Regions from separate parts of the Mus musculus genome. Here region 2 is linked to region 1. A link is a contact called in public HiChIP or PLAC-seq data. All regions are on one chromosome and are shown on one strand. Each heading gives the region's core, a stretch centred on a gene start, on an enhancer-like site or on the middle of the called end of the contact. The rest is flanking DNA. Distances are from core to core; before and after follow the strand shown.

Region 1 (5,947 bases), core at 1,542-4,041:
CCCAGCAGCTGGGAGGCAGAGGCAGGCAGATCTCAGTGAGTTTGAGGTCATCCTGGTCTACAGAGCAAGTTTCAGGACAGCTAGGGATACACTAGAGACCCCATCGCAAACAAACAAGACCTAAAAAAAATGTTGCATAAAGGTGAAAGGGGCATGAACAGCTGTGCTGTTTAGGTTTATGCTTAGAGGTAAAAACCATAGGCAAAGGAGATTATTTCCATTATAGTCAGTACAGTAATCAGCTGTCCTGAAAAAGTAGTGGGGGGTTAGGGGGGAGGGGAAAATGCAGTAGGAGTCTGCTTCTTGGCTGTGGTTACCCTTACATCTTTCTCTAAAGTAACTGATCAAGTTACCCATTCAGTTTATTCCTTCATCGAGTACCAAAAAACAGGCTCCGATCCCAGGAAAAGAGCACTCCTCTCACTATTACTAGGTGTCTAAGGTCGTGTCTAAGGTCGTGTCTAAGGTCGTGACCCTCATTTGCTTTCTTACCTCAGCACCCAGCCCGGTGCCTTTAGAACAGCAAAACTCCTTAGTAAATGTTTGCTATGCAAAGTCATGCCCTGCTGACATGAACTTGTCAGATGAACCCTTTTCCTGCCATTGACTCCAGCTGAGCTGCGGCACCCTCCTCCATTAACGCTTTCCTTTCTGTTGTGTCACCCCAGGGAAGCGATCATAAATAATGAAGCTACCACCTTAAATGCGAGCCCTGTAAGTTTATACCCAGGCCATCGGTTGCTTTAGCAACTCTTCTGCCTTCCACTCCCTCTTGTGTCTTCTCTGTGCAAAGACAATCCGCTGCTGTTGGTCGTGCGTGCCTGTCGTGTTTGTGTATTAATAGGGAAGTTTCCATTCTGCACCTGGGAGTAAAACCAAGCATCACAACGACCCAGCTCCTTTCAAGTTGTTTGTGAGATCCTTCTGCCTGTTGCTCAGAGAGATAGTAAGGTGCTGGCAGAGTTAACATGATTTTACCTAAAAAGCATGCTACCTGTTCTAGACAGAAACCAAATTGCTATAAACCGGATCCACTCTAAAATGATTTTGTTAGCAAGTCACTTATGCAAATACACATCTTATTAAAACGCTGGGAAGAGTCTACAAGATACAAGCCAACAGAAAGACACACAGACAGCCATTCTTTTGAAGATTAAAGGAAGACAATGACCTGATCTATAAAGTCCTAATTTTTCAGATGGAATGAGCCAAGCCTTTTTTTGTGATGCTGGGAAAATATTTTTAATCCATCTTGTTAAAAAAAGGAAAAGAAATTCCTCATGCAAAGGTATACATCTAATTCAAAGATTTCTCTTAACCCTAATTTCAATCCCAAAGTCTTGAAGGATTTCCCCGATTTAGAAGCTCCAGCAGTAAATCTGTGTGCAGCTCTATTAAGGGATCTCACAGAATGCATACCTGCAGTCAGCCAGTATCAAAGGTTTCCTTCCGAGAGGAGGACTAAGCTCAGCGGCGCGGCGCTCTCGAAAAGGATGCTGAGAAGACTCGAATGAAGCCAACTGTCTCCCGTTTTATGGGGGAAAGCCAAAAATACCAAGCAGCTATTCTCCTCCCCCAAGCGTCAGTAGGTGAGTCAGAGCTGGAGGCAGGAGTGGGGCCCATGTGTCAAGCCGCCTGTGCAGGGCTCCTTCCTCCCTCCTCCCGGGAACTCTCGGCCCTCGTCTGACCTCATGGGAATTCTTAAGGTGTCTCCAGCAAGGAAGAAGTGGTGCCTCACTCTGGGGGTGCCTCACTCCTCTGTTTCTCAAGGAAACCGAGACTAAATGCCCTTTATGAGTCCACAAAAGACAACAGCAAATTGCAGCCCTAAACACAACTTTGCAAAGAATACATACAACACCCAAAGAGTTGCATCTTGTTGGAGGGACCCGGCTTTGTAGCTGAGGCCTGCGGCTGCAGACCACTGTCCCTTGGCCTCTCTGACCTTTCATTGTCCTCAGGGAGGATGTTCTGGTATCCCATTAAACTTCAAAGTTGGTACTTTTTGGAGCAAGAACTGCAGGAAACTGCGTTAAAACTCTTGGTCCACATTTCATTAAAGTCAGTTAAGAATCCGAATCCTTGCCTCCGTTTTTTACATCTACAAATCGGGAAAGCACAGCTCTCCACCTACCTCTTAGAAACTTCACTGAAAACTACCCAGAGAACGTAAACCAAATGCCGTGGGGCTCTCCTGAGTGGAAAGTATGAGGTATTGTTTTTAGTATTATTAGACCGGGAGACTACTGGTAAAACACCCCGCCTTCTCTTGCCTCTAAGATGCCCAGTTACCATAACATTAGCCGATGCCACTGGCAACATCCACTTCAATAGAAGGTAGTTATACAATCCTAAGGCGGCTACACCACTCGGCTCCCTTCCCTACCCCAAGCCCAGTACAATTCAACTTCGCTCCAGAGCAAGGATACTTAGGAGAAATAAGAGTCAGATGTGAGCATGGTGCACACCAATCTAACACCGAGGAGAGACGCTCAAGTTGAGTTCTTGGCATAGCAGAAAGCCAAGTGTTTCCAGGGGGTGGCGGGGCCGGTCGCGGGGTGCATGCTGACGCCTGCCGGCTTGGGTTCGGGGATCCCAGCCTCTCCCGCCCCGCGCCCCGAGGTCGCCGAGCACCCGCACAAAGTTTGCAGAGCCGAGGGTCGCATGCGCCCGGGCCCCTCTGGCTCTCCCCCGCACCCCGTACCGAGTGTGCCGGTGGCGGCAGCGGCGGCTCTCGGGTCCGTGCTGCTGCGAGGCTCGCGGCTTCTGCCCGCCGGCCTCGCGCGCCTCCCGCTCCCTGCGCGCTGCCGCCCTCTTCCGAGCGCGGGCCCGCAGCGGGGACGAGCGTGGGTTCCGGGCGCCGCGCGTGCGCGCTGCGGCGCGGGCAGGTCCTCCTGGCCCCGGTTCCTACTCACCTGGACTTACTCGCAGACCCCTGCTCCTTGAAGCCGCGTTGTCCTCCGGCCCAGCTTCTGAGCTGGCGTTCGAAGAATCTGTCCAAATGCAGAGAGGCAACTGCGGGAAGAGACAGAATAAAAGGTGTGAGCGCCGCAGCCAGTGACTAATCACCGCCTCTCAGCCACCCCCTCCTCCTCCCCCGGGCGAGACAGCCCCAGGTGCGGACCCAAGGGGGAAGGCAAAGCCACTCTTTTTTGCTTGTTTGTTGAGGCAAGGTCTCACTATGTAGACCAGGTTGGCCTGGAACTCACAGAGACTCGCCTGCCTCTGCCTTTATCTCCCTAAAGCTGGGATTAAAGGTATAAACCACCACGCCCTAATTCTTCCGTCAACTGCTGGGTGGATTTTGATTGACAGGTGAGGGAAGTAACTGGGGAAACTCCAAAGGAGTTAAAGACCCCTAAACCTCTGATGCATTGACAGTACCCACACTCCTAGGTACAACGAGGCTGACTTGTGGAACCCTTGAAATTTCTTTGCTCTCAACTAGCTCTCTCGCTCTCTCCCTCTCTCTTTCCTCTCTTTCTGTCCTCTTTAGGTTTTCTCACCTGAAATGAATGGATGCAAACTGACTTTAGCGCCACCCTACTCTTCTCTTCGCAAAACTGAGGGGCGATACAGGGGCGGTAGGAACGACTTCCTCCAGCCTCTGCAGTGAGTCAGACTCCAGGAGTCCTGACTTGGCGCTCGGTTGGTCCTGTGCTCACCCAAGCAATGCCCTCGCTGTAGCAAATCGCTGACATCAGAACTGCTGAAGTCAAACTAGTATTCTTGGATTTGGGGGAGGGGACAGAGGAGGAGCACGCCGCACTTAGGGCTTACTTAACAGTTTCTAGCATCTTCAAGTAAAACCTGGAGGTTTTTGTTTTACTTTCTTTCTTTTTTTAATCTCCATTGGCCAACTGGATTCAGTCTTTTTGTGGGTGCTGCAATATCTAGAAGTTTTTGTCTGTTTCCCAGACGAAAATATAACAGCAGAGGCATTTTAGTGATAATACAGGGAAAGCTAAAATGGCCTAGACTGAAGAGATTTGATGCCATTAAAAAGCATGAGAGCTTTAAAATTAGGCAAAATTAACCATTTCATGAAGAACACAAGGAGACTAAGATTAGGTTAAAGCACCGAGTTCAAACTGCATGGGAATATATCTTTCTGGTACTATTATCATTCCGGCAGTTTATTTCATGACCTGCTTTTGACATCCCTAATGTAAAAATAGCAAAATCTCTACTGGAAGTGATTGAATGCTGTTTGTATTTCTGCATGTCCCTCTACAGTGCTTCTCTCTCACACACACACACACACACACCCGTGCTGCCACCCTTTAACGCAGTGACCACCCCCAACCATATTGTTATTGTTGTTGCTACTTCCTAAGTATAATTTTGCTACTGTTTTGAACCATAACGTAAATGTCTGACATGAAGGATAGCTGATGTGGGACCCGTATGAAAGGGTCTTGGCCCACAAGCTGAGAACCTACAGTCCTGTACTCACTTCATGACTTGGTGGCAGTCACACTCCTCCTTAAATTCCATCCAGTTTTGTTTTTTGGGATCATTTTTGCTTACATTATTACTTGCACATGAGTAAGTTCTGGGTGGGGACAAGGAGCAGGACAGCTTTTGTAGACTATGCGATATAAGCCTTCCAGGAAAAGTCACACCCTAATTTAAGAGGGAGAGGCAAGCTCATGCAAAGAGACCCTTCTCTGTGTAGTTTATGCTAATGATCTAGAGTTAAGTAGAAAGGATGGCTGAAATATCTTCTCTGTAGATCTTTGCAGGGGCCCCAAGAGCCTTTGCTGGCTTCTAAGCCCTTGATATGCAGCCTGTGTGACCAAGGAACCATTTTTTTCTTTCTTTCTTTTTTAAAAAAGATTTATTTATTTTATGTATATGAGTAGTACACTGTAGCTGTACAGATGGTTGTGAGCCATCATGTAGTTGGCTGGGAATTGAACTCAGGACCTCTGCTCACTCTGGCCCCACTTGCTCTGGCCCAAAGATTTCTTTATTATTACATGTAAGTACACTGTAGCTGTCTTCAGGCACACCAGAAGAGGGAATTAGATCTCATTACAGATGGTTGTGAGCCACCATGTGGTTTCTGGGATTTGAACTCAGGACCTTCAGAAGAGCAGTCAGTGCTCATAACCACTGAGCCATCTCTCCAGCCCGGAACTCATTTTCTAATGTTAGTCCTTTTTAGTTGATTCAAATGTATTTGTTTATAGTAGCAGTGATTGAACCTAAGGTCCTTGTGCATGGCCAGCATGCGCTGTACCAACTGAACCATATCCCCCAACTTGGTAACTCCAAATGTATTCATTTAATTTGTGTGAGTGTTTTGTCTACATGTATGTCTGTCACCATGTGGGTGCCCAGTGCCCACAGAGGGCCTAGAAGAGAGCAAGAGAGCAGCCAACCCCTAAAACTGTAGTTACAGGTGTTTATGAGGTGCCATATGGGTGCTGAGTATTGAACCTAGGACTTCTTGAACAATGCTCTTAAATGCTTTCTCAACAGCTCCAAAAGAGGAACTACTCCCCCCCCCCCCCGCCCCAGGGTTTTATTGTGTAGCCCTGGCTAGACCCTAGCTACCTGTCTCTGCCTTCTCAGTGCCAGGATTTATGGCCTGTGCCACAAAGCCTGGGTCACTTCAGATTTAAATAGTTACATGTAGCTAATGGATTGGCACTTTCTAGACTATAAATATGTGTTTATGGATGTCAATTACTTTAGTAGCCCTCAGTTACAAAAGTACAGGTTGTAGGTGCCCAGCCAAGGTTTGGGTCCTCCTGGCCACAACCACTTAATTGGTACTTTGGCCCAGTGCAGTATCTTCAGAGGGAGACCTGGGTAGCCACAGAGAGCAGAGGCTGAAGACTTCTACTCTGATTCTACTCTGTTATCTTCCTCCCCCAGAATATCCTCAGTTGCTTGGGCAGTGACTGCTCTGTGTCTTTACATTGACGTCCATGTGTCT
Region 2 (5,947 bases), core at 2,181-4,680, 33 kb after region 1:
TCGCCCTGTGATTACACTGGGGACTGATAGTTTCCAAATGGCTGGCCTTAAAATATTTTAAGAAGTGGGCAGAAGACAGAGGCAGCTCCTTCCCACTGCAATGTATTTCTAACATTGTTCAAAATAGCTAGCAACATGTTTCTGTTTTCTTGACAGAAGGCACTTACTGCTTGCTTGGCAAGAAAATCAACTGGGAGAATTTAACTGCAGAGAGGCCAATCAAATTCCTCAATGCAGGGTCACCAACAGGTAATCATAAGAAGCAAAACTCTGAGCCACATCCTTGGGAGGCTGAGGTAGGAGGAGGGTCAGGTTCAAGGTCATTCTCAACTGGAGCCTGAGTGAGACTGGAGAGATGGCTCGGTGGTCATGAGCTCTTGCAGAGGATTATGGTTTCCGTTCTAGCACCCATAGCTCAAAATGGCTTGTAACTCACGCTCTGGAGACAGCGACATCTCTAGCCTCTATAGGCGCCTGCACTCATGTGGACATAGCTGCACACACACAAATAAACATCATTTTAAAAAATAAAAAGCTCTTGATGGTGGTTTTTGAGGTAAGAGCTCTATATAGTCCTGGCTGTCCTGGACCTCAAACTCTGAGATCCTCCTGTCTCTGCCTCCTGAGTCTTTATTTCTATAAAATGAGTGTAAAATGGATTAAAGCTGTATGCTTCCCCTGCCAAAAGAAAAAAAAAATCTTGAAAAAAATCAAGGGGTTAGGGAGCCAGCTCAGTGGGCATGAGTGATTGCTACAAAAGCAAAACACTGAGTTCAAATCTTTCAAAAGCTGGGCTGGGCTGCAAGTGCCTGCAACCCCAGCTGGAGGACAGAGATGGACAGATCCTGGGGGCTTGCTGACCTGTCAGCCTAGCCAAAAAAAGGAGTTTCAGGTTCAGTGAGAGATGCTGTCTCAAAAGATGTGGATAGTTGTGATGGCACTTCCTGGTTGTCAACTTGACTACATCTGGAATGAACTACAATCCAGAAATGGAGGGCACACCTGTGATCCAGATCTTGGGGCTGGAAGACTTCAGGCTTCTGACCTAGATCTTGACATAGTGGCCATGAAAAGATTAGGCCCAGGCAAGGTAGTACACATCTTTAATCCCAGGAGACTGCAGCAAGCAGATCTCTGGGTTCAAGGGCAGCCTGGGACAAAGCAAGCTCCAAATCTAGGCATAGTAGTACAGTCCCCTGGGCCACACCTTCAGCTGGAGGCCTGTATATGGATATTGGAAGAAGGAATGCTCACTCTTCTTTACCTTCTTGCACTTTCTTGCCAGCATATCTGTTGGAACCTACTTCTTCAGGAGCCCAGCTTATACAGAAGACCAGCTGAGATAACTAGCCTCTTGGACTTCCTATTCACAGCTGCCCATTGCTGGGTTAGTTAGACTGCAGCCTGTAAGTCATCACAATAAATTCCCTTAATATATAGAAACATTCTATAAGTCTATGACTCTGGGGAACCCTGACTAATAGTAATAAAGGAAGACATCTGACATCTTCCTCTGGCCTTCTCATGCACATACATACATATAAATAGTTAAAAACATAATAAAATAAGGCCAGGCGTGCTGATACACATCTTTAATGCAAGCACTCGGGAAGCAAAGGGAGGTGGATCTCCGAGTTCCAGACCAGCCTGGTCTACAGATTGAGTTCAAGGACAGCCAGGGACACATAGAGAAGCCCTGTCTTGAAAAATAAAACAAAACAAAATAAATAGTTATTTGCTCCCGTAAGCTTTGGCCAAGATGCACAAAAATAATTCTACAAATGAAAACTATGTAACCTAATGATTAAAGTCAGTTATTAGGAAGCCAGAGGTAAATTACTTAACTTTACATATTTCTTTTAATGTAAAAAGAGAACATTGTCTATTCCCACTTCTCCATGTGGTGCAGCTATATAAGATTACAAATGTGAGCTAAGGAAAGAAACAGCAACAAAAATATTAAGGATGGATGTCGTAGGTGTACTGGCTCTTGCCTCTAATCCCAGCACTCACTCGGAAGGCCATCACAGAAGAGCAGCTTTAAATTTGAGGCTAACTTACGCTACAGTGTAAAACCATAACTCAAACAAACAAAAAACCAAAAAAACAAAACAAAACAAAACAAAAAACCAAAAAAACAAAACAAAACAAAAACAAACGAAAAAGAGGGGCCACTGAGATGGTTCAGTAATAAAGACACATACCACCAAACCAGACAATCTGACTTTGATCCCTGAAATTCACATGATGGAAGAAGAGAGCCAACTCCTACAAGTTGTCCTCTGACCTCCATATTAGTGTCATGGCATACACACATGCACACACATACCACACACATAGAACTAAATAAATTACCCCCGCAAAACACCCTCAAAACCAACAAAATCTTGATGGTATTGTACAATGCTAAGGACAGACTTGAGAATGGTTCTGCTACTTGCTGCTTGTATATAATTTCCAGTTTCTCCATCTGTAAAGCCAAAATAATGGTAACTCTCAACTCAGAGGGTCTTGTAAGTATTAGATGACTTCACAGAGCTAAGTGAAGTGGTGCATACCATAAGCCATGCAGTAGGCTAAAACAGAAAAAAAAGAGTTTGAGAGCAGCTTAGGTTACATAGCAAGACCCTGTTCCAATAGAAAAAAAATTCATATATGTGAAGGACTTAAAATGGCACCTGGCAAACAGTAAATGAAATATATCTTAGCTATTAATAGTAGTATTAATGTTAGTATTATTATAGCATTTCTACCTATGCATATACAACTGGTTTCTATAAAATGAGAGACAGTAACAAGTGAATGCAGAAAGATCTGCTGGACCTCTGGTATACAGTTAAAGGTCTAAAAGCTGGGAATTTAAATAGAAGAAATACACTGTGGAGAATAAAGGGGGTCCATGGCTGGCAGAGGAGCCTTGATGAAGTGAAGTTTCACAGAGAGATGGCATGCATGTTTGGCATGGTGGCACATGAGTGAAGTATCAGTGTGTGAAAACAGACGGACACAGCAGGATTCCAGGACAGCCTGATCCACAGGGCAAGTTCTAAGTCAGCCTTGGCGACAGAGTTAGTCTGAAACCAACCAGCCAGAGGGAGCGCAAACTATGCTAGCATATAACCCTGAGAAGCCTTGCAAACCCTGACTCAGCCCACAGTGCCTGGTGCCTTCACTTCCCTGGGTTATAGGACAATAACCAGAAAGACGATCCACCCATAAGTTTAGGACCCTGGGACATTTTAAGAAAGGGGTTGTCCACATATTTAGAGAGATTTTTTTCCGCAGATAAAAAGAGGTGAGCCTAGTGGGCCGGCTCACTAAGCATCTGCCTGGAAATCTCACAGTGTCACAAGACTGGAGACTTAATGAGTCCTCGTTTCTTTCTGCACCAGCAATAGCTTATGTCAACAAGGTAGGAGACAGTACCACTCACGAGACTACAGAACTTCCTTATTTTCCTCAGACATTGCTGTACGGGACATGCGTTTCCTGGACCCATGGTAGGAACCTTCTGGTATACTTGGAATGTAATTAACTATCACTCTATTGCACCCATGACTCTATAATAGACTACAAAGCTGACTTTATTGGATAAATTCCATGAATCAACACAAATCTTTGGGTGACACAAAGAAAGCTTGTTGGCATCAGCCCAAATTCCTTTCAGTATTATGAGTGAGGGAGTCTGAAAGGAATGTTGCTAATGCCCAGCTGTATTAGAAGTACAATGGTATGGAATAATAACACCAGCCTGCATTGCACACCATCATCCACTGGACACATGTACACCCTGACTAATTGGTGTCATTCTTCACTGATATGGGACACAAAGAAACAGGACTCCAAGGACTTGCCCAGGATTCCACAGTGACTCAGAAGCAAGCCCAAGCTTGAATCAATGTCCCGATTCCCACCAATCTGTGCCCCTCCGTGTGCCAGGTATGCTTAAACGTTCCTTCTTGTTCCTTCCTGAGTCTCTTGGGCTCTTGGACTACTTTAGTTATTGTTCTGAGAGATTGCTGGGGACAGCATGTGTCAGCCATGGCTATGCTGTCAGAAAGGCTACTCAAAGAGCTCAGAGCCATAAACAAGGTACTGACAGTGTGCTGCCAGGAAGACACGCCCTTGATCTCCAGTGCTTCCCAAATAGTCTCTTTAAGAGCAGTTATCTGTGTATCATACAGTTCACAACACTCAGTCTCCAGTGTGGAGGAAAGTGACACATCCCAGTAAATGCAGCACCCAGGAGCTGGACATAGAATCAGGAGTTCAAAACTATCCTTGCCAAAAAAAAAAAAAAAAAAAAAAAAAACACCAACCAACCAACCAAACAAACAAACAAAAAAGTTGGGCGGTGGTGGTGCATGCCTTTAACCCCAGCACTTGGGAGGCAGAGGCAGGCAGATTTCTGAGTTCGAGGCCAGCCTGATAACAGAGTGAGTTCCAGGACAGCCAGGGCTACATAGAGAAACCCTGTCTTGAAAAACCAAAAAAAAAAAACCCAAAACTCTCCTTGGCTATAAGGCAAGTTTGGGACTCTAGGCTATGTAAGACGCTGTCTCCATTTCTAACATGGGAAGCGGAGCTGGGGAAACAGATCAGTCGGTAAAGCTCTTAACCTGAACCCACTTGAAAGAAAGGCTGGGCGTGGTGGCACATACTTACAATTCTCGGGGAGTTGGAGACAGCCACATCCCCAGGGCTCACTGTGCATCTAGTCTAGTCTACCTGGCAAGTTCTGGCTAGAGTGAGAGGCTGTCTCAAGAAAAAGACGGGGCAGCACCTGAAGAATGACTCCTAAGGTTGCCATCTGACTTCCAGATATATGTGTACAGGCATACACACAGGAGCACAAATGTATACCTAAATAATAACAATAATGTAATTTAAAATCAACAGTTCTGAGAAATAAGAACCCCCAATTTTGGTCTAAATACACTTTTGACCATTTCCTAACTGTGTGTTAACAAATGACAGTGAACAGTATCTGCAGTTACAATTGAAATCCAAGGTCTGTGTACTATTTCCCTAAAGAGACCAGGGTTATTAATCAACTACCTGGATATTTCCCAAGTTCTATTATGTGTTCTATATTCTTACTATCATCACAAGTCAGACAGGCCAAAGCTTGGCAAGAAGGTACATTCAGCAACTTAACTAGTTTTTGGTTTTCTGTAGTGCCTGAATCCAACCCTGGGCCTAGGGCAAACTCTACCACTGAGCCATGTCACCAGTCCAACCACTAAGTTCTGAATTTGCTAAGGGCAGAGTACATGTTCTACTAATCCTTATATCTCAACATCCAGCAGTGTCATCAATACTTGTCATCAACAAGCCTCTGATAAAATAAATGTTACCATGTAAGATGTCTGAGTCGTCTTCAACAAAATCAATGTCTCTTAAGTCCCATTCTGCATAATTGTCAAACTCCTGTTAGAGGAGAGAGAGAACACAGAAAGCCATCAGTTTTGAGTAATGCCTTTACAATAGCCATGCTTCAGATGCAAAGAGAAATATCTGCTAAGTACTAAATCGGATAAAAGGCAAAGATACTAGTCTAAGGGAAAGTTATAGAAAAAGAGCGCTGGGATACCACAATACTAAGAGTGAAGCCCAGCCTATTGTTTAAAAATGTTTAATAGTTTGTTCATTCCAAAGAGAATCTTTGATTAGGCCTTCAAGTACTCTGCATGAATTCATTTTCCTTCTACTAGCTTTTGAGGGATCTGTTTAGTCCTAATATGACAATAAGATCAGAGCAGTCTATTGAAGACAGTTTCCAGAAGAGGAAGACTATGGGGTGGCTATGCACTCACACTGCGTGAACAAATCGCCCACCTAAGTATGGCAGGCTGGGCTCTAGGTTGACACCTCTCTCCAAGAGCACTGCAGATGACTTCAGATGGCAAGTTAGAGCTTGACATCACTTCCACATTTTCCTTAATTC

What was found. HiChIP or PLAC-seq counts read pairs in DNA pulled down with a chosen protein or histone mark.
Region 2: a KLF4 HiChIP or PLAC-seq map of embryonic fibroblasts shows a contact between it and region 1, with 22 read pairs. The contact joins the enhancer-like site here to the promoter of Dusp14 in region 1. A contact is called at or near these places in 3 of 39 promoter capture datasets (hippocampal neurons, liver and macrophages), 19 of 484 Hi-C or Micro-C datasets (adipose-derived mesenchymal stem cells, cerebral cortex, cortical neurons and 10 more), 8 of 115 datasets of contacts at active chromatin or transcription factors (the SCID.adh cell line, embryonic fibroblasts, embryonic stem cells and 4 more) and 3 of 9 other capture datasets (adipose tissue, liver and pancreatic islet).

Annotation. Positions count from the first base shown.
Region 1 is chr11:84,065,566-84,071,512 of GRCm38.p6, forward strand. Dusp14 (dual specificity phosphatase 14) reads right to left here and starts at 2,792. Exons shown (of 3, transcript NM_019819.3): 1 at 2,705-2,792.
Region 2 is chr11:84,097,696-84,103,642 of GRCm38.p6, forward strand. It overlaps Tada2a (transcriptional adaptor 2A), which reads right to left. Exons shown (of 16, transcript NM_172562.3): 8 at 5,358-5,430. Among named protein-coding and RNA genes, the nearest start is that of Tada2a, 29 kb to the right of the region's middle. Within about 2 kb of position 3,431, at least 21 of the 459 cell types and tissues checked have an H3K27ac peak or open chromatin away from gene starts, as enhancers often do. A contact at or near this core is called in embryonic fibroblasts, pancreatic cancer cells, stem cell-derived neural stem cells and 1 more, where this site is marked.